2 separate regions of the Anser cygnoides genome follow, and region 1 is linked to region 2. The links are chromatin contacts, called in public Hi-C maps. All regions are on one chromosome and are shown on one strand. The core of a region is the stretch at or near the end of the contact, and the rest is flanking DNA. Distances in the headings are between cores, read along the strand shown. Region 1 holds the start of CRAT (carnitine O-acetyltransferase). Region 2 overlaps LOC106047298 (a long non-coding RNA gene).

Evidence for each region. A called contact is a pair of places that touch in the nucleus more often than the background predicts.
Region 1: a contact with region 2 is called in a Hi-C map of liver, with 9 times the contacts expected there. The contact joins the promoter of CRAT here to the enhancer-like site in region 2. A contact is called at or near these places in 2 of 7 Hi-C or Micro-C datasets (both in liver).

Annotation. Positions count from the first base shown.
Region 1 is chr20:6,153,038-6,160,598 of Taihu_goose_T2T_genome, reverse strand. It overlaps CRAT (carnitine O-acetyltransferase), which reads right to left and starts at 4,318. Exons shown (of 14, transcript XM_048053057.2): 1 at 4,165-4,318; 2 at 800-1,063; 3 at 217-335. The coding sequence starts at 4,296. PTPA (protein phosphatase 2 phosphatase activator) reads left to right here and starts at 4,582. Exons shown (of 9, transcript XM_048053203.2): 1 at 4,582-4,736; 2 at 6,537-6,637. The coding sequence starts at 4,712.
Region 2 is chr20:6,032,289-6,039,723 of Taihu_goose_T2T_genome, reverse strand. It overlaps LOC106047298 (a long non-coding RNA gene), which reads left to right. Exons shown (of 5, transcript XR_007160187.2): 4 at 4,602-4,702; 5 at 5,387-7,435. Among named protein-coding and RNA genes, the nearest start is that of NTMT1, 36 kb to the right of the region's middle. Within about 2 kb of position 2,168, at least 3 of the 3 cell types and tissues checked have open chromatin away from gene starts, as enhancers often do. A contact at or near this core is called in liver, where this site is marked.

The DNA of each region.
Region 1 (7,561 bases), core at 3,069-5,568, 120 kb before region 2:
GTGAGATACTCAATCTGGTGCAACCAGGATTTTCCTTAGAGCCTACCACCCTTTCCTTATCTGTACAGCCCGCTTGCACAGCACAGACAGGCTATCAAATTAGGTGATCGCCTGCTCGTTACTCCCTTTCCCAGTCACCCTGAACACCCTCCTCCCTGCCCGGTGGAGGTAGCTCATCCCACCTGAAGCCCAGGGGAAGGCAGAAATGGACTTTACCTGAGCTGACCTTGTCGATCCAGAAAATCCTGCTTAGGTAAGACCACACCAGGGCTGGAGTGCACCACGACTGGCAGGCGATACTCCAGGTAAGCTGTCTTCAGCCACCAGTCGGAGAGCTGGGATGGAGAAAGGCAAACATGCAGGCACGGCGTCTGCTGCTGTTTGACCCAAGCCCAGGCGAATGCTCTCAGCACGCTGCCCCCAGCTCTGCCCCACACTTTGCAAACAGCGTTTGGGGTTTGTGCTTCGCTTATGGTATGGTAGAGGGGGACTGAGGCAGCGGGGGCTCTTGGTGCAGGGCTTGAGCAGGGAATTTCCTTCAGCTTCTTAGGGCAGCTGTGCGATGCTAACAGGTTAAGGGATTTAGTGACCACAAACAAGGTCAGGGACTCCGTTTCGTAAGCTCCGCTCACCCAGATCCTGGTGAACCTGCACAGCTCAGGGAGGCCAGCGGCAGGCTGCTGACGAAGATGATGCAATAAAAACACAGATCCCGGTGGATGCAGCCAGCACGTCGGAGAGGTGTGCAGCAGACCGCCTCCCTCCCTAATCAGCGCCCGGGGCCAAAGTCCCGACCTACCCAGTTCTCTGTTTTCTTGGCTCTCCTCTCCAGGCCTTTCTGCAGCCTCTCCCCGACGCCTCCCGGCTTGCGGAACTCGGCCACCAGCTCCTGCGTGTGGTTCAGCTCCTCCTCGCTGATGATGGGCTGCAGCATCTGCAGGTAGCGGTCCAGCGTCTGCTGCAGCGGCGGCACGGGGAGATGGGGCAGCGCTTCTTGATGAAGCAGGAATCTGCCCGGGATCTTGCCTAAAGCCGTCGGCTTCAGCAGGCCATAGGGCCTGGCCTGTAAAGCACAGAGCACATGTCGAGACACACATTCCCCCCGATGTCCGTGAGGTAGCAAATAACCTAGATCTGGGAGTCTCCATCCCAGATTGAAGGTGCACGGAGGTCTCAGCATGGGAGCAGAGCACACGAAGCGCCAGTGCAAGGTTCAGGTCTGCTGGCTGCATGCTCTAGCAATCTCTAGTCTCGTCTCTAGATGGTTGTAGGATCTCCCAAGGATCTCTGCTTGATCTCCCGAGATCCTGATTCCCATCTCATCAGAGGAAACACCGCCAGGATAACGAAACATCTCCCAGTGTCTGGGCATGTTTCAGCTGTGTTTGACAATGTCAAACCCTTCCATCCCATGTTAAGTGGGAACAAAGTAAATTGTGAAAGAAATTTCCTCTTAGCCAGAAACTGTTTCATCGCTTCTTATGATGTACAACAGCATCGTACGATACCCTCGTGCCAAATCAAACAACCCTTTACACTTTGAGGAGGCAGAATGTAGTTAAGGCGAGTCAAATCTGAGGCACAATTAACTCCCCCCGCCCCAGCTTTGGCCAGGGATGGTTTATCACCAGCGACGGCTGGGGAGGACTGGCTGTGATGTGCTGGCCCTGGGGCAACGCTCCTTTGTGCTGGTGAACCCCCCCCAGTTCGTGGAGGACCCAGCTGTATTAGGAGGACCTCTATCTAGTGGTGCCGTTACGGATCTGGCCAAATTATAGGGATCTTTGGAGAGGGGTCAGAGTGAACTGTTCGGGAAATCGTGGCTGCTATAAACAGGCTGCACAGATCGGACAGGGAGCGAAAGCCCTTAGAAAGCTCCGCACCAGATGCTCTTCTACAGGACTCTGGACTTTGCCTGAGGATGCAAAGCCAGTGAGAACATGCCCTTTGCTTTCCAAAGCAATAAGAAAATAGGTGTCCGCCAGCCCCCACCTCCCAAGAGTTAAGCACGGAGAAGAAGAAAGCTAAGTCTGCAAGGCGACAAAAGCCTTCTGTGCAGTGCTGAGCCCCCAGCAAAAATGCTCTACGCTCCTCGGAGGACCTGCTAAGAACTATGGGGTCAAGATCTGGGGAAGGAATGTTAAAAACAAGAGAAGGGGGAATTACTGAAGCATGAAAGGAGAGGGGCTGGGAAGAAATGAAGGGGGTTAATCATGGCAGCGTGGGCATACTGTACCTTCTCTGCTTGCTTCTGCTTCCTATCCATGGCTGGGAGGACAGAAATGATCGTAAAGCTCTCCCTCGGCCTGTCTTGGTTTCCTCTTCCCCCTGACAATGTGCTGCCCGTGCAGGGCGTCACCTCATTAGCAAAGTGCCACATGACTGCTCTGATCAGAGGGCTAAAGGCCAGACACAGGCCCGGGAGAGCCGGGGGTAATCTGCGGGTAATCGGACCGTCCGATTGCATCAAGCGCCGCAGAGGCACCTCTCCAGGAAGCCCTCCCTCGGCCGCTGCCCGTCAGCCCCGCGTTGCCCGTTCGGTGCCTGCTGCTCTCTCTTCGATCGATAGTTCTGGGCCCCCAGCCATGGCAGAAGTGAGGGTGCTGGGCATGTTTTTCCCTCAGCGCGCAGGAGCGGAGGGGGGGGCTTCTCCCTTAGAGGCTGCCTGCAGTGAAGCTGCAGCAGCCAGGGGGAGGGGAACCAAAATACCTGCGGGCAGGAGGGACCCCAAGTTCTGTCCTGGAAGCAGGCGGCACCAGGGGGTGTCACTGCATGGGACAAGCACGGGAAGCACTTCTGTGGGTGATGGGGAATTTAGTCCCTTTACTCAGGTAAAGGTGGCCAGAGGGCGTTGGATGAGGACAGCTCTCCAGCAGGAACGGGTCAGTGACTGCGTCAGTAGGGGAATTAGTGGGAGACAGGAGCAGGTTCACTTTGGGGCTAAAGGTGGTGTCCTACTGCCCTCGCCCCCATGCACGTATGATCGTTATTGCACGGCTGTGGGGAGCTCTGGGCCATCAACCCTTAAAAAGAGTAAAAAAAGTATCTCCAAAGCAGGGCAGCAACAGAACTGTGCTGTCACAAGGACTATTTCCCCATCTTTATGTCTGTCTGATCTACTGTGGGGCAGATGAGCAGGCTTTAACGTAGCTAAGATCAAGTATGATAATCCCAAGCAACGAGTTTCATATTTCCCTAGGGTTAACCAGGAAAATCCCAAACCACAGTGAGAACGCCCCCGTTTAAAAGCACGGAGCGGTTTTGCATCGTTCCTCTTTCACGTCCTCTGCTTGCTCGGTGCGAGGTCAAAGCGCAGCACTTGGTGGGAGGAGGAGGAGGAGCAGCGATCGCGGCCGAACAGAGGAGAGGCAGCCGGCAGCAAAAGACAGCGCAGAGCCCACCTTTTCCCCACGAGCGACGGGGAAAACGAACACGCGCGGGGTGCGCGGCCGTGGCCGGCTCGGGCTGGCGCCGCTCCCCGGCCCCGTTGCAGCTCGGCAGCTGCCCTTTCCCAGAGCCTGCCAAGCCGCTGGGAAACCCACCTGCGGGCTGGGGCTGGAGGGCAGCAGGCATTTCAGAGCCGGGTCCGATTCCCAGCACGGCCGGAGGTGTCAGGTGGCGGCGGGGTTTGTCTTTTCTTTTCAATCGGAAACCGGAGCCCTCTCGCACCCCGAGAAAGCGGCTCGGGGGGCGAGGCCGTCACGTAGCCCCCGCTGTCCGCCGCCGCCGCCTCCTCCTCCCGGGGGGATCTGCCGGGGGGCTGCCTTCCCCTGCCTGCCCCTCGGCAGGGGCGTTGGGACGGGCGGCCCGGGGGGGTGCGGGGGTCACCGTCCCCGGGGGGAGGGGGGGGGGGGGGGGCTCACGGCCGGGCCGGACGCGGTGCTTGGGGCCAGGCGCGGCGGTGACACGGGCGGCAGGGGACGGCTGGAGCAGCTGATCCTGAAGGGCTTCTCCAACCCTACGCACCCAGAATGACGTTCCCTCGCGGTTTTAGGGTTCCCTGAACGCCAACCCCGCAGGGCTGAGCCCCCCCCGAGCCCCCCCTGCGCGCCCCGTGCCCAGCCCCGCTCCAGCACCCCCCGCCCGGTCCCGTCCCGTCCCGGGCCCGCCGCCGCCCCCTCGCCCCCCCCCGGCCCTGCCCAGGCCCGCTGGGCCCCCACTCACCGCCGCCCTGGCCACGAAGGCCAGCATGGCTCCGCGCCCGCCGCAAGGACACCGGCGACACCGGGCACCGCCGCCACCGCCGCCGCCGCCGCCCCGCTCGGCCGCCAAGGGGCGGGGCCGCCCCGCCGCCATCTTGGAGCGGGGCGAAGCCGGCGCTGCCATCTTGGATAAGGGCGCAGCCCCGCCGCTGAGGGAAGGAGGCGGTTTCCGAAGGGCGAGGCGGCTCCTCCGCAGGCTGCTTTGCTCGGAGCTCAGCGAGGGGGCGCCCTGCCCGCTGAGGAGCGCCTCTCCTCCCTCCTAACGCCGCTCAGCCGCTCCCCGCTTCGCCCTTCACAAACATGGCCCTGTGGGCAAAAGCCGTGCCCTACACCAAGATGGCGGCGGGGGCGCGACGGTGGCCGGGAGCGGCCAAGCCGGCGGCTGCCTGCCGCTGCCCCTCAGTGCCGGGCGGCGTGCCCTTCTCAAAGATGGCCGCGGGCGGCTTCAGCGCGTCCTGGGGGTGAGGGGGGAGAGGTGGCGGCGGCGGCGGCGGCCGGGCTCCGGGAAGATGGCAGAGAGCGAGCAGCGGGCAGGTGACGGGGGGAGCGCGGCCGGGAGCCGGCGGGGCCCTGACGGGGTCCTGGGGATTCGGGGGACTGGGGGGGGGGCGGCTCTTTGGGGGGTGGCGGGGGGCTGCCCCGTTTTTGGGGGGAGAAGCCCGCTTTTTTGGGGGGGCTGCCCTTTTGGGGGGAGAAATTCCCTTTTGGGGGAGGAGGAGCTGCTCTTTTTGGGGGGGGAGCTCCCTTTTTTATGGGGGGGACCTCCCCCTTTTTGGGGGAAAAGCTCCCCTTTTTGGGTTAAAACTCCCCTTTTGGCGTCCAAAGCGGCTGGTACCGGGCCGGGGGCGGTCCCTGTGCTGAGGGGTTTGGGGCCACCGCAGCAGGCCGGGGCTGGGCTGTGCCGCCCGCTGGTCGTGCCTCAGTTTCCCCGTGGTGAGGGACGGGCAGCACCGAGCCCCTCTCACGGCGGGACCGGGACCGGGACCGGGCTGGGAGCGTCCGGGTCCTGGGGCCCTGCACCCCGGGGCAGGCCCTGGCCTCCTCTCGGGTCTTTGCGCGTCGTTTGTGGCACCGAACAAGTCGGCGTTTGCCTTTCCCACCGCAGCTCTGGAGGTTTTCGCTGCGCTCGTGCCATAAGCTGTGTTATAAAGAGCGCCGTCATCGTGGTGCTAATCGCTGGGTGAATTTTCAGAAGGCAGGGAGACGTCTTTCTTCTGAATTCCTCACGTCCTGTTCCTCTCATCCCTGTATCCGGGGTTTTACTGGAACCTATGATCGGGGACAAACCTAACACCCGAGGCAGGTGATGAGACTCCGTCAGTTCTTAGACGGAGAATCGTTTCTAAGGTTACGTGACAGATCTGTAGCAGATTCTCTGTGGTTCCTGGGATTTTGGGTTCCCTTTCCCCTGATCTGCCTGTTCGACAGCGCTGCTCTGCTGCTTCTGGGGAGTATCTCGGTGTAAGTGCAGCCTGCGATGTTTTGGGGAGGTCCAGTTTGGAGCAGTACGCTGCGGAGCCGGTGCCTGAGCTTGCTGGGGCGTGGAGAGCAGCCACTGAAGTGCTGCCAGCGCTGAACAAACGCCTGCAGGTTTTTTGGGATTAAAATGATGAACCGGGCGACTGTTAAGAGAATTCACGAATTCACATTAGCACCCGGTTCCCCTAACAGGGGTCTGCTGCACCGCCTCATGCTAATTAAAGTTGCGCTTACAGGAACGTGTTTGGGTTGGGATGCCCAGGGGAAGAGCTGCGTTAGTGATCAGCACGCGCATCAAATGTTATATTAACTGGGCTCTGGTAGCGCTTTACGATTTAAATGCTCTTTGTAGCTTCCACCTGGAAGGTGCTGGGTCCCATCGAGCCCCTGGGCTGGCGGCTGTGGCTCTGGACTGCCGTCCTTTGAATCGTTCCTGCTTTGTCTTTGCAGGAATTGTCCCTTTTAGGGGAACGTGGTTCGTGCCTAGCACCCTAAAAGCCAGGCAGGGTTAGTTTGTCAGGGAAGTTCAGTGCTGCAGCGTGACCCGAGGGCAGAAATAATGAAACTAGCTGCATGTTGGCTGTGCTGGCTCCTGCAAACTTCTCTGCCTGGATTGGAAACGCGTCTTTAGTAGTGAAAACAAACGTAATGCAGCCTCCTGAAGCCCCGAAGGGTCCTTAGGGGAATGTTTCCGGGGATTGAGAAGGATACTGTTTGAGCGGGACACGGTGAGATAATGGCGCAGGCTGGGATGGGTTTCTTTGCTTTCTGTCTCCTGGGAAATTACTGCTGATTTCTAAGAGAGGAAGGTTATTCTCCGCTGCCTCTGGTTTACTTCTTTCTTGCATCTCGCAGGCACCTCGGAGGAGATGGCTCCTCCCATCCAGCAGAACTTCATGATCCCCAAGAAGGAGATAAACATCGTTTCTGACATGGGCAAGTGGAAGCGCTCTCAGGTATGGCTCCGGGTTCAGGGAGAACTGGTGAGTGCCAGGTCCGGCCTGGGAACAGCCACTGGGGAAATCGGGTGCGGGCAAGTAATGAGAAATTAATTGACCCGTGTTAAAGAGGGAGAGTCACTGCCTGTTTGTAGGAAAATGACTTGGCAGGGGGGTGGTGTGGAGCCTGGCAGCCAAATGTTCTGAGAAGGGTGTGAGCCAGGGAGAGCCCAAAGGCTGGGGGGGACTGGGGGTGCGTAAGCATTGCTGCTGCTCCCTGCCAGTGTGCAAGACTAGAAGCTGGTCGCTATTTCGCCCTACCTAGCCCGTAAGTTATATCAAAACTGGGTTTACCCCGCACTGTTTGAACTCAGCTTGGACGTGGTCCTGCTGCCTGCCCTCTAATAGCATTGGGCTGGGCGGATTCCTGGCGCCTGCCCACCTTGCTCTATGGAAGGGGCCAAGGCCTTCAATTTCCTGGGTAAGTTTTGTTTATAATATGCGTGGGGCTGGCGGGGCAGGCAGCTTCTCTGCCCTCTGCCTTTGAGGGATTGGGGTTACGGCCCAGACTTGTCCCTCCTGTTGGTCCTGCTGCTTAGGAACAAGTTCTTGCTTGATGACTGATCTGAGAAGCTTAAATTATAGGCAGGTCTTGAGCAAACTTGTGGATGCAGCTCCCTTTACTGAGGCTCCTGGGCTCAAGGGCTTGCTCCTGACCAGGATTTCTGTTCAGGAGGGTCCCAAGGAGGAAGAGATGGCAGCATGCTGCTCTATCCATTTCAGAGACTTCAAGCTACTGAACTGCTCTGGATTTGATGCTTCAGAAGCAGCATATTTAAATAAAATAGCAGTCTCCCATTTCTCCGTCACGCATGCATGCGGGGAAGAGTAGAAGGAAGACGGGGAGCTAATGGCACAGGTCTGGGAGAAGCAGTGCAGAGC
Region 2 (7,435 bases), core at 919-3,418:
ATGGCGACAGAAGCTGCTGGGACCAGGGGCATGGGGAAGGGAGAGGGCCCCGGGCTCCAGCAGCCACCAAGAGTGCCTCGCGCCTGGCTGGGTTTAATTTTTTATGCTAGCTTCTGTTTGTGACGAACGAGGTGTTGTGGTTCCCGGCATTCGGGAGGGCAGAGGTGAATGAGGGAGCTGCTGGCTGGGCCACAAGCTGGCTAGAACCAAGCAAGGAAGGCAGAGGGCTGGCTGTGGCTAGCTCGGCTTGGCACGGCTGTGCCATCCCTGTGCACTACAAGGGTGAGCCAGCACCGGGTGGTGGCTCGGCTGTCACCGGCTGCCACCTGGGAAGGCGAGCTCTGGGCTGCCTTTGTGGCTCCGGGTGCTGGACACTACAAACCTGAAGACCTGCTTTCAGGTTACCCAAACCCGGAGCAAAGCCCCAGCTCTGTGCCGCAGGGACCCCAGCCCAGAGGGGCCGGGGGCTCTGCTCGTTGCGCCCTTTGCTCCCGCGCCCTCTGGCTCGCCAAGCTTCCCCAGCCGCGCGGCGCGGCGCGGAGGCTGTTTGTCTTCAGCTTGACCGTTCCTCCGCCTCCCCCGCCTGTCTCCTCCGCTTCCTCATTCTCGGTGTCGGGTTGAGCAAGAGCAGAGCGGAGCCTCCTCGGGATCAGGGTGAGGCCGGGGGGGCCTTGAGTTCCAAGTTCCTTTTTTTTTTTTTCTCTTTCCTCCTCCTTCGCCCTGCACACAAAGCCGGGCTGTGATGAAACTCCATCTCTGCCTCGCTTGCAGCGTTCATGCACGGCACATGCTGGAAATAATTGTCCTTGGTGGGGCTCTGCGAGCTGCAGTGATTTAACTGAAAAGAGGTGGAAAGCAGTTTTATTTCTGCGCTCTGCGTTTTGGTCTCGCGGTGGCCCCCGGCTACAAGGTGGCTCGGAGGCAGGCGTGAGCTGGGGCTCTCCGTGCCCTGGGCCTGATCTGGGAGCTGTGAGACCGCATTGTGTAGCACCAAGCCCGAGTTTCTGTCTCTCGCCGTTCAGCAGCGCTTATCGCATTGGGCTCGACATGTCTTTGATCTGCTCGAGCTCCAGCGGAGAAAGCCGTGGCTGCCTGCAGCGCACCGCGTAGTGCTGGCACTGCTACGGACGTGCTGTGAGCCCTCCGCGAAGTCCCTGTGGGTTTCACCAAGCTTGGGGTCACATCCTGCAGGGGGGATTTCTGTAGGTGCCGAGCCGTGCCGATAAAAGGCAAATGTGCTCCGGGGCCAAGCGTTGGAGGTATTTGGAGCAAGGATTTTGTCCAAGCGCACTTAAGGGCCCGTCTTCAGCACAGAAAGGGCAAGAAAGGGCTGGCCAAGGCCACCAGAACATCTCTCCGAGTGGTTCTGGGTCTGAGCTGAGCAGAGCTCAGCATTGTCGGGGTGTTCCCGAGTTCCTGCATGTGGGGTGCGTGCTCAGCACCCCGGGCACAGCTCGCTCCTCCCCTGCTTTGCCCCTGAGCCACACCAGGTCTCCTCTTCTCATTCCCCTAACTTGCCAACTCGCCCTGATGTATCGCAGAGCTTATCAGGCTTTTTTTTTCCAATAGTGGAATCTTCCTCCACAAAAACATTTTGTTTTATTCAAAATTCCTTTTTTCTTTTCCTTATTTTTTTTCCCCAAATAGCCAACCCATTCTTCTTTGAGTCTCCACAGATTTCTGCCCTCTGCCACTGGGGATCTCTGTCGCCGGCTATCTCCGCTGGCTTTAGCTCTCTGCGCTTGGTCAAGGTCAGATGTGGCTCTTTTCTGCTCCCACTGGAAACGAGCCCAAATCCTTTCGCTGTGGAAACGCGGGGCTGGTGGCACAGCCGTCCGCCCTCGGTGAGCACCTGCCCGCCACCGCTCCCAGTGTCACCACTTCTGCCTCCTGGGGGACGTGCCAGTGAGGAGGAGAGGTCCGTGCAACCCCTAAACTTACTTTCTCCCCCCCCCGAGTCAGGAGGATGCGATCTCACGCGTGTTCCTTGGGTCTGTGCAGAGAGGCTCGTGCATTATTTACCGTGCTGTGCAGACGGAGCCAGCCCTGACCCTGCTCTCACCCGGCTGAGATCGGCAGCGGAGGGAGCGAACCCCTCCCGGTGGCACCGTGCCGGTGGCTGGAGCTGGGCTCAGGTTTCTCGCCGGACGGATCTGGTGGCCCAGCAGCAGTGTCCGGCTGTGCTGCCCCTCGGTGTGGCACTGGGGGGGATTTGGGGTTGGGCCCAGCCCCGTGTTAGCCCCCCAGAGCTGCACCCACTGGTGCTGTGCTGGGGGTGCGCGAGGCGGGCTGACCGTCAGCCCTGCGCAGGCACTTGGCGGCAGACCCAAATTCTTGACTTTTGGCCCTTTGGGGGGGGGGGGGCATGGGGTGGGGAGGAGGAGGGATGTGTTGTGTTCAAGCCCCGTTTTGCCTCCACCACCCCCTCACCATGAAAACAGCCCCAGCAAGACGCTGCACCCGCCGGCACACAGCTTGGCCCCCTCTGCTCTCCCCATCGGGGGGCCGGCTGGGGCGTGGGGGCACCTGCATAATGCACCCCCCCTCCCCCCTTTTGCCCCCCTCCCCTCCAGATCTCGCATCTCCTAAAAAACCCCCTTCTCCCCGGCTGCTTTTTCTTGCTAACCTCCACTTGCTTTGCCTCTCCTCCCCTCCCTCCCTCCTCTCCATCTCCCTCCCTCCCTCTCTCTGGGGGGAAAAAAGGTCATTGCGCAAATGATTAGTCAGAGCTCAGTTGCTGTAGCAACCGGCTGCTGGAACTGGGACAGGCGTGCAGCGAGGACAACGGAGAGGTCGACCATCAGCGAGGGCTGGGGAGCCCAGCCTTTGTATTTGCTTCCCCGAGCCGGCGAGCGAGGCGGTGCGAAGCCCCCTGCCCCACGCCACGCACGGGGACGCATCCCCGCCCGGCCGTGGTGGCGGTGCCCGGGTTGGGACGTCGCCCGGTGGCGTGGTTGGAGCTGGTGGCTCGGTGCCACCACGGTTCTGGAGCACCCCGGCTTCACCCGGCCACCTGGCTCCGTCCCTCGGGGCCATGCCCCCGCTCAGGGCGGTTTCCTGCAGCCATGCAGGGCTCCGGGGCTCCTCGTCCCCTTGCGACATCCAGCACGGGACGTACAAAGCACAGGATCTCCTGGTGCGGCACGAGGAACCAGGCATGAGCTGTGTCCTGCCTATGTCCAGCTCCAGAGCACCCCTCTCCATCTGCCTCTGACCCCCTGAGCAGCTTCAAGCAGGGACGTCTCCAAATCCTCCTTTGCTCCCTGCCCCAAAATCGAGGACAGCAGCGATGGCCGGGGGCTGCTTACCCCTGGAGGACAGAGCGAGGGCCCTCCTGGGGAAGGTCAGGCCGTGTGCACGGTGGTTTGCACCACCACAACTGTGGTCTTCAAGACGTTTTCTTGCTGAGGCTGCTGCACAAGCTCTGCCTGTCCCAGCCCGGGCACCGTGGCCGAGGAGGAGCAGCAGAGCCAGCAGCAGCGGTGTGCAGCCCGGCAGGACCCCGTGCTGGGCTGCAAAATGGGGAGGGCAGAAGGGGGGCCCGTTGCAGTCCTTGCCCTGGGCAGCACTGCCTCTGCAGCTCCATGGCTCTGCTGTTTTTCCTCTTTAGTCCCCGAAATCCAGCTACACCTCCAGGTCTGCCTGCTCCCCTCACCAGCCTGGGAGCAGACCTGGTGTCCCACGTTAGGGTGAGGTGGGAGAACCGTCTCCATTTCTGCTCTTTGCCTTGCACACCATTCAAGGCGTGCATAATGCGGGTTTACCTCGTAACACGTGCTGCCTTTGAGCGAGCTGCTCCCTGCTCTTTGTGTGCTGAGCGGGGATCTGGGGCCATGCTTGCTGTACGGGGGGTAAATGGGCTTTGAGACCCCCCTAAGGAAAGCGCTGAGGACAATTTGGGGGCTGTGGCAGCTCCGAGCTGGTACCAGAGCTGCTGGGGAGGGGATGTGAAACTTCAACAGAGGCATCTTTGGGAGAGCTGGGTGGGCTCCGGATGGGATTTAAGGGATGTCTTTGGTCTCCTGCATAAGGTCAAGCTCTGCACGTGCATCTAGGAGGCTGTGGTTTGGTGTCCTCAAGCCTAGGAAACGATTTCAGTCTGAGTTTGTGAGAAGAGCAGGAAAGGGCTATTTATGCAGAAAATGGCTTCCAATAAACAGGCTTCCTCTGGGAGCAGAGAGAAATTGCTGAGATGTGCTGGAAGTCTTTTCATTTTCCTGGGACCCTCCCTGAGTGCCGAGAGAGACTAGGCCGTGCCGGCTCTTGGCCGTGTCTGCAGCTCCCCAGAGCCCCCCCGGGGTGGCTGCGGATGGAGAGGGGCTTCCAGGGTGCAGCTCCCACCATTTGCCTCATCTCTCATCTCTTCCTTCTTTCCCTAAAGCCTCGTTTTTTGAAGTTGCGTGGCTGCAGAGCGCTGGCAGGGGGTTCGCTGCTTTCAGGGCTCCTTCCCTCGCCGTAGCAGAGAGGAGCGCAGCAGCGTGATGTAAGAGTGGCCTACAGGCTCAAAAGCCAGTAGGGAAATAAAAACAAGCCAGCCGCTCTCCTTCCTTTTTTCTCTTGCAAATCTCATCATTTTAAATGCCGTTCCCTGTTTTTTCCAGGGTCTGGAAATCTTTGGGAGATCTGAATGCTCGGAGCTGATCCCGCTGTGTCTGCGTGCTGCTTACCTTCAGTGCTGGGGTTGTGTTTTCCTTTGGAGGCGGTGGGTGCAGCTTCAGTCCAGCTGACTAATATTTCAGGTTATCGGAAATGACAAAAAGAATGAATGAATGAATGAAGGGCCTCCAGGAGAGAGGCAAAAATCCCTGTGACTCACTCCAATAATTTGCATTTGAGCCCAAAACCAGAAAATGGTGCCTGCTCCCTGCCGCCCCTTGCAATGTGCTGGGAGACTGCCGCCACCCAGAGCTGGGTCCCCCTTCCTTGGGCGATGGGACCACCTAGTCCCCAGGCCATCACCACTCCTTTTTGCTACGTCTCCCCTCTCTCAGCCCCCTCCTTACTCCTGTAGGACCCCCAGGGTATGGGTAGGGGGGTGGCTGTGCTAGTGCTTGAAGGCTGCCACCCTGGAGGGAGCATCCGTGAGCTGCAAGAGGCAGGGAGGAGGTTTGGGAACATTGGCCAACACTTCTTGTACCTGCTTGCTGCTGGTGCCTCTTCCACCTTTTTATCCAATATCTCCTGGAACCGTTTGCACCCCGCCATGTCCTGCAGCATGAGTCTTGCTACTGTGGTGCCTGCTCAGTGAAAAGACACCAAGCAGGTGCCTTTTTATGCCAAGCCTCTGCTTAGTTCGTGCCTTAATGTGGGTGGTGCTTGTGGTTCCTGCGTGCTTTGGGTGCTCTGCAGGGCTTGGAGGGACTGCTGAGGCTTTTTTCCTCTACAGGTGATATCTGAGAGACTTGAAGCGAGCAGTGATGTCTTTGATGGTTTGGGAGCACGTCCACGGCCGTGTGATAGCTCACGGCTTGGAAAGGGCAGCGGGGGGAAGGCTGGGGACATCCCAGTCCATCCCACGGCAGTGGTGGAGGTGGATGCTGTCCGAGGGGGTGGGGAAGCCCTAGAGGCATTTAAAAACAAGTGCTCGAGGTCTCACCCACACCACCGCTGTGCTGCGCTTTGCTGGGAACCATCTGCGGAGCAGGATGGGGCCGGCTGCGAGGCCCATCTGCGGCGCACACCCAGTGGCAGGATGGATCCGGGCTGGTTGAGCCTGGACTGAACGTGGAAGATGGGCAAGGAGCACGGGGGCAAAGGAGCGAACCCTTTCCCTTCATCCTCCAGTCTTAATGCGCTTGTGCTCCTCCCAAGAAATGTTGCTTGTGAGCATTTGTCAGTGATTGCCATCGAAACTGGAGAAAATCCATAAGCTGGGGTCAGGCACCTCTTCCAGGCTGTCGTGTCAGGAGGCTCCCTCCGCCTCCTGCCTAAAACCGCAGGGAGCAGCCCCCGTGCTCAGCCCTGGTGCTGCCGTGCTCCGGGAGGTCTCCAGCAGGTGTTGGATGGTGAGGGGCTGGAGCGGTGCCCTGGGGATGCCATGGACCCGGGGAGATGCCCAAGTAGTGCCCGGCAGATGGGCTTGGGGTGATGGGGCTTGGAGGAGGACCCTCGAGGGAAACCCACCGCAGAGCTAACACATGCTGTCCTTTGGTTTGTGCTTTTGTTAAGGGTCCTGGCCCGGTGCACGTGGGACGTGCGGGCAGGGAGTGCCCAAGGCCAGTGGGGAATTGTTCTGAACTGAGCAGCTCCTCGTTGGAGAGGACATTTCACCAAAATGGGACGTGGGCTTGCTGCTGAGCGGTGGTCACACAACTTGGGGAGAAGCCCAGCTGCTTGTCTTGGCATTTAGCTCACTGTGGGGCTGGGGGAGCACGAGGAAGCCGCTCACCCCCAGGCACGGCAGGGGTTTTGCTTGGGGTTTGGCACGTTGCTGCTGGTGCCAGCGGGGTGGGTGCTCGAGCGCCCGGCTCATGGTGCTGGGCAGAGACCTGCAACTCAGCACATCCATAGGGTTGGAGGGTTCCTGGGTTGGTAATCTCGTGCCCTTAAAAGCTTGTGTGTGTTCACTTGAGCATTTATCAGTGCATGATGGCTTATTTCTTGTATGCCTGTGAGAAAGCAGCCAGCCAGCAGCTAAGGGAGTGCCTGATGGTGCTGCTGCAGGGAGCCAGGCTGCCTTTCCTGTCCTCGCCCATCCCAGCTCCTCCGCCTGGCCTCAGACGAGCCCCAAAAGGACCGGGGTGGTTGGCCTTTGGTGATGTGCACCCCAACGGTGAGGGTCAGCCCCGATTCACCCTGCGACGGCAGTGAGGAACAGCACGTCCCCGTGCAACCGAGCCCCAAAATGGCACGCGGGGAATGACGCAGCGAAGGTGAAATATCAAAGGGAGAAGGGGAAGTGCGTGGAAGGAGCAGGGGAAGCGGAGGAGAGAATAGCCGGAGCTGACCTCAGCGGGGCGGGAGCGGGGTGGGGAGCCCGGCTGCACGCATGGAAGGGAAATGGGAAGAGGATACAGCTGGGACCGGCCAGCGCCGCCACCGTCCGCGCCCTGTGCACCGGCACGCGCTTGCCCTCACCATTGGATTTGCCTCTTCCCACTTTCCTAAGGACACGCTTTGTGGATGGACCATCCCAGTGTGGTCCAGGGGAGCTGGCCGGGTCCTTTCTATACCACTCCCGTGCCTACCAGTGCCCGGGGATTGCAGCAAAAGCATCCAGCCTGGTGCCACTGAGCACGGTGCTCGCGTGTGGCTGCGTCCCCGTGCCATGGGTGGGCAGCTCGAGGAGCCAGCCCCCATCTCGTGCTCAGCATCCCTGCTCATCGCAAACCCTACTGCTGGCAGCCACGGTGCATCCAGACCTGGTTCTCTGCACCCCGGTGGTGTTAAAGGCAGCACAGGACAGGTTGTGGCCATCAAACCTTCCCCGGCAGTG